Linked DNA regions of Gossypium hirsutum: region 1 is linked to region 2. A link is a contact called in public Hi-C data. All regions are on one chromosome and are shown on one strand. The core of a region is the stretch at or near the end of the contact, and the rest is flanking DNA. Distances in the headings are between cores, read along the strand shown.

Region 1 (2,866 bases), core at 225-2,724, 47 kb after region 2:
ACGAGCAACCGTGCATGTGTGAGGACCTTCTATTTTCCTTATTGTCCACATTTGTGTCCGCTGCATTAATGTAGCTCGAACACACCACTTACAACCACTTGATGATTTCCAGTATTCTCTAACATATAAATATTGCGTTGACTTCATGACTTTGTAGTCGACAGACAGCTTCAAACTATACTTCTTTATTGCATGTAAACAGTCTTTCTTGTTATCGAATTGTTGTCTTACAAGCAACTCTTCAGCTTTTGGTTCTTCATCTAGTAGGTGAGTCGGCACTATATCTGGATATTCGGAGAGCTCACGTGCAAGCATCGCACCAGAATCTACATCAGTCATGAAAGCCCTTAGTTTATTACGGATAACTATATCGATTCCTGTGTATCCGGCCGAATGGGCATGTATATTTTCACCGTCCACCGAGCCTTCATCATCTATGCCTTTAGGGATGTCCCCCAACCCCATTTTACTGTTCATATCAGGTCATTTGGGTGATTATTTTTAAACCTGGGTCATTTCTGTAATTGTTTATTTTTTTCAGGTCATTTAGGTAAAATAATTGTACCTTGCTTTGAAATTTTCTTGAGTTTTCATGTTGTTGCCTAATTTTGGCTATTTTACCGAAATGACCCAAAACAAATAAATAATTACAAAAATGACACAGTTTAAAAAATAATCACTCGAATGACCTAAAATGAACAGTAAACTTGAGTTGGGGGACTTAATGGCCAACACCACTTAAATTCTAACACAATCATTGCCTAATGATTGTATCAAAGGTTAAAAAAATATTTTTGGGCTATTGGACACTGGATGGCCTGCCATGTATTTTTTTTCAAACAATAGCATACTGGTATTTATTTATACTAGTATTTCAAAAAAAAATTTTAGTGCTGGACAATAATGCCTAGCACCACTTTTTCCTATAATTTTTTTTTTGAGTTAGGGGAAGTAAATGGTCGGTGCCCACTTTTTTGGGAACCAAAAATTTTTTTGGTTGCTAGGACAGTAATTAAAATAAAATAATTAATTAAAGGATAAATTATATTTAAAGCAAAAAATTTAAATTAAAAATAATCAACTAAATGATAAATCATATTTAAAACAATAAATTTCAATTAAAATAAAATAATTTAAATAAAAATAATTAAGTATAGGATAAATTATATTTAAAGCAATAAATTTAAATTAAAAATAATAAATTATATTTAAAATAATAAATTTTAATTAAAATAAAATAATTTAAATAAAAATAATTAAGTATAGGATAAATCATATTTAAAGCAATAAATTTAAATTAGAAATAATTAATTGAATGATAAATTATACGGGACACTAAATTATATTATAATTAAAGGATAAATTTAATGAAAGGCTAAATTAGATTTTAAGAAAAAAAAAAGGGTGTTTGGACGAGGCCACTAAATGGCCGGCTTTAGGCTAGCAAAAGGTGTCAGGCCTTGGCCTATGAATGGCCGGGTTCAGGCCTGCTTCATCGGGCCTTGTCAGACCAGTTAAATGGCCGGCTTCATTAGCCCATGTGAGGAGCGTTTTTTTGTTTCTTGAAAATTTTGGTGTCGGTCATCAGTGTGTCAGCACCTAAAAAAATTATTTTTTAAAGGAAAAAGTGGAGCCAACCATTTATTGTCCAGCACCTTTTTTTTTTGAAATACTAGTATAAATATATACCAGTATGCTACGATTTAAAAAATATATATGGGTGCTGATCATATATTGTTCAACACCCCAAAAAATAATTTTTAACCAATGACAGAATTTGTGACAGAATTTTAAGTGGTGTCGGTCATTAAGTCCCCCCAACCCAAGTTTACAGTTCATTTTAGGTCATTTAGGTGATTGTTTTTTTAACATGGGCCATTTTTGTAATTAATTATTTTTTTGATCATTTGGGTAAAATAACCCCGGATTTTATTTTATGCTTAGATTTTTTTTCATTTTTTAAATTTAATTTTTAAGAGTTGATTTGGCTAGGTTTTTTAAGGATTCAAGTTAGGGTAGGTTTGAGTTGGGTTTTGTTTTGGGTAATATTTTTAAGCTAAAATTTTGAAAAATCGAATTTTCCAGTTTTGTGGTGATTAGAGATCCAACGATTCAACATTCGAATCTGTTTCAATGGAATTCATTCTTAAAACAGTTTAAATAATCTAATTGAACTAATGATCTACTCGTTTTTTGGTTCAATCGATCTGATCGGTTGACCCGAACTGATTTAAACAACCATGATTTTAATTACTTGTTTTTAATTATTTTTTTAATTAGAATTATGATTACCAACTTAGCCTTGTAATATTTTTTTTCCAAAAAAGCTCTAGTTTTATTTTAAATAAGCATTAGCAACTTTTGTTGGAACAAATTTGAACACTAAATGGAACTTATGAAAAGTTTTTCATTTTTGTCTTAGGTGAAATCCAGAAATTTCAAGGGTGAGATCATGTGAATTTCAATCACTTGATAATATTGGTTCTTGATTCTTTAACATTAGCAGGTCTATATTCTATTCAATAGTTGCATGAGATTCACATTAGTTGACATCAGAGTTTTAGATTTTTCAGAATCATTTTAATCTATCCTTTTTAATTTTTCATCTTTTGTTTTTCATGTAAATTGTGTTTCTTTTTTCTTGAAACTTGTCTTTGTTGTTGATTCTATTTTCGTGTTTCTTTTTCAAGTCTAAAACATGTCTAAAAGTAAGAAAGAAATGTAGAAAACAAATTTGAAATGTATATATATATGAAAAAATACATCATGTGAAAAAAAAGAAGGAAAAAATTGTGAAAAAAAAAAAGAAAAAAATGGACCATGTAAAAAATAAGAGTCTTATTTTTTTAGTAAATAATAAATAGCA
Region 2 (2,700 bases), core at 84-2,583:
AAGCACTCAGTTCCGCCATTATAAGAGCAATAATACACTTTAAACAACCAAGCTCCAAATATAGCAAATCAGACATGTCTATGATTTATTTAGCTCCACTGTTGCAATAACATTGGATGATAGATGATTGCTTCTGCTTAACAAAGTAAATTACCAGATGCTAAATTTACACAACTTCATATTCAGCTTAAACCCAATTCTGGAAGAATTGGTACGCTAGAAGTTTATGCACGCATCCTATACATTTCTCTGAAGAGTAAAAAACCATACCTTTGACATTACTAATTGAAGGTAGAAAAATCCCATACCTTTGACATTAAACCCTCTTAGCTTCTCAACCAACATATGGAAAATCATTAAAAAAAACTAGGAAAAAATTAAGCTAAACTTAAAACTGAAACCCACTTCTCATGCAAAATACCAAAGTAGAAATCTAGAACTTAAATTTCATCCAATAAATTCAAACAAGAACTAGAACATCAAAATCAGCTACTAAATAGTAGTGTAAAAACAAATTTTGAAGTAAAACACACATCACTTTATAAGATGCAAAGAGGTAGAAGTCCACATGTCTAAAAGTCAGGTCAATTTCACCTTCTATTTTTCCTATTCTTTCTACCCATTTAGGAAATAACCTTTCATGAACAGTTTTGCCTACCTAATCTTGCTGCCCAGATGTTTGCTTTAAGATGATTCCGATTCAAACAAACCATTTTAACTAAAATTTTGTCAACGATTAAACCCAAGAATACTGGAACAATGCCCCCCCCCCCCAACACACACAAAAAAAAACCCCCATTAATTCTAACAAGGTAAAATTTGAGAGCAAAGCCGAAAGAAGAAAAATGAAAAAACGAAGTACCAGAAAGCAGTGTAGGTAGAGAAACCAGAGGCAGAGACCATGAGTGCAATGGAAGCAGCAGCAAAAGCACACTGGGTTACCCTTAGTGTTAATCCACTCACCGTTCCTGGACTCCCAATCAACTCCTTCATCCTCTTACTTCAAGCAAAAAGGTCCCCAACCGTATCGCCTAAACTCTAAGGGTCCTCCTTGCAGAAAAGGGAAAGAAACCCAAGAATCTTAAAGTCCTTCCATTAATGGAACTCAAATCCAGAGTCCAAATCAATTTCTTTTTTGGTTGAACAATTTAAAAAGGTAATATGGAAAAGGGCATTTTGGAGTTTGGACCAAACTGATGAAATTAAACAAAAAACGTATGACTTAAGAAATACCCTGAAATTATGATTAGCTTAGCAGATCATAATTTATAAATTTGGTGACATTGATGGTCTTGATTCGGTGAATAGAAAGAGAAAGAGAATGTTTTTGGTTTGGAATAATGACTTTTTTTTAATCCTTAAATTTTATAAAAAATTTATTTAAATTATTTATTTTCGTCTTTATTAATTTTTAAATTTATATTTTTTTTGTTCAATCAGCTCAAAATGATAGAAGGTTATAATTTTTGCCCATTCACTTCAAAATCAATGAAGGTTAGTTTCATTGATATAGAATAAATATGGATTACCATAAAAATCACACATCAAACATTAAATTAATTAAATTATTTTTAAAAAATTTTAAAAATTAAAAACATTAAAATTAGTAAAAAAAACATAAAAATTATAAAAATATATTTTTAATACTTTTTTAAAAAAATTAAAAAAACTAATTAAATATTAGACTTGTGTCATTCACGTGACAATCCGCATTCAATAAAATTAAAAAAATCAAATTTTTCATTATTTTAAGTTAATTTAATAAAAAATAAAAATTAAATTAAAAGAAACTAAAATGATTTTTGAAAAATTATACTGCAAAATAAGTATTTATTATGACTATGGGTTTAGTGGGTTCAAGTTTAGGGCAAGTGAGTGACAGACTACTAACTAAATGAACTTTTCTTTCCTTTTTGTCCTTCTTTTTAGACAAAAAGGAAGGACTAAAGAAAGAAATGTTGAACAAGTTGTTATGAGTTAATGAGGATGGGTCGGCCTGAGCCATGGGTCTTGGACTTTTGGAGACGAAAAAAGAATCGCGGATCATGTTCAATTATAGGCGTAATGACTAGGCCTTGGACCTTAGCAGCCTATCGGTGCCAAGCCAACCGGCTTCGGCTTTCCAATGAAAGCATCTTTACTTCGAATTTTAAAACCCATTGTCTTTCTTGATTTCAATAATTTGATATTCGTTTCATTAAAAAAAAAACACTACAACAAATTTACTTCCCTCCTAATAGCAACCTATCAGCAAGGTCAAATTTTGCTATTACACCTTGTATTTTTTAAAAATAAATTTTGAAATTTTAGTTCTGATTCAACAGTACCAATTAAATTTATTTAGTTAAATCATGTTATTAATCTTGTATTTTATGTAAAATTATAGATTTAGTCCACCTTCACCAATTAGATCATTTATAGTGGCTATATTTTTTGAATTTCAAAATTTCAATATTAACGGAAACGATCGTCGTTAAATCTATTACTATTTTTTTAGTGATATGTAAAAATAACAAACATGCATAGCGTTATACTTGAGATAATATGCCTGACACATCAAATTTTAAAAATAACAGAACTTAACTTAATGAATTTAGTAGTTATCATTTAGTTATGCCTAAAATTTTCAAATTTTAAAAGTATAGGAATTGAAAATGATCAAGTTAAAATATAAGTACTAAAATCATAATTTACATAAAG

Evidence for each region. A called contact is a pair of places that touch in the nucleus more often than the background predicts.
Region 1: a contact with region 2 is called in a Hi-C map of leaf, with 4 times the contacts expected there. The contact joins the enhancer-like site here to the promoter of LOC107899334 in region 2. A contact is called at or near these places in 19 of 34 Hi-C or Micro-C datasets (anther, callus, cotyledon and 5 more).

The regions. Positions count from the first base shown.
Region 1 is chrD04:45,951,222-45,954,087 of Gossypium_hirsutum_v2.1, forward strand. No RefSeq gene overlaps it. Among protein-coding and RNA genes, the nearest start is that of LOC121216643, 6.7 kb to the left of the region's middle. Within about 2 kb of position 1,475, at least 1 of the 9 cell types and tissues checked has an H3K27ac peak or open chromatin away from gene starts, as enhancers often do. A contact at or near this core is called in leaf, where this site is marked.
Region 2 is chrD04:45,904,714-45,907,413 of Gossypium_hirsutum_v2.1, forward strand. It overlaps LOC107899334 (CASP-like protein 5B2), which reads right to left and starts at 1,334. Exons shown (of 3, transcript XM_016825016.2): 1 at 863-1,334. The coding sequence starts at 993.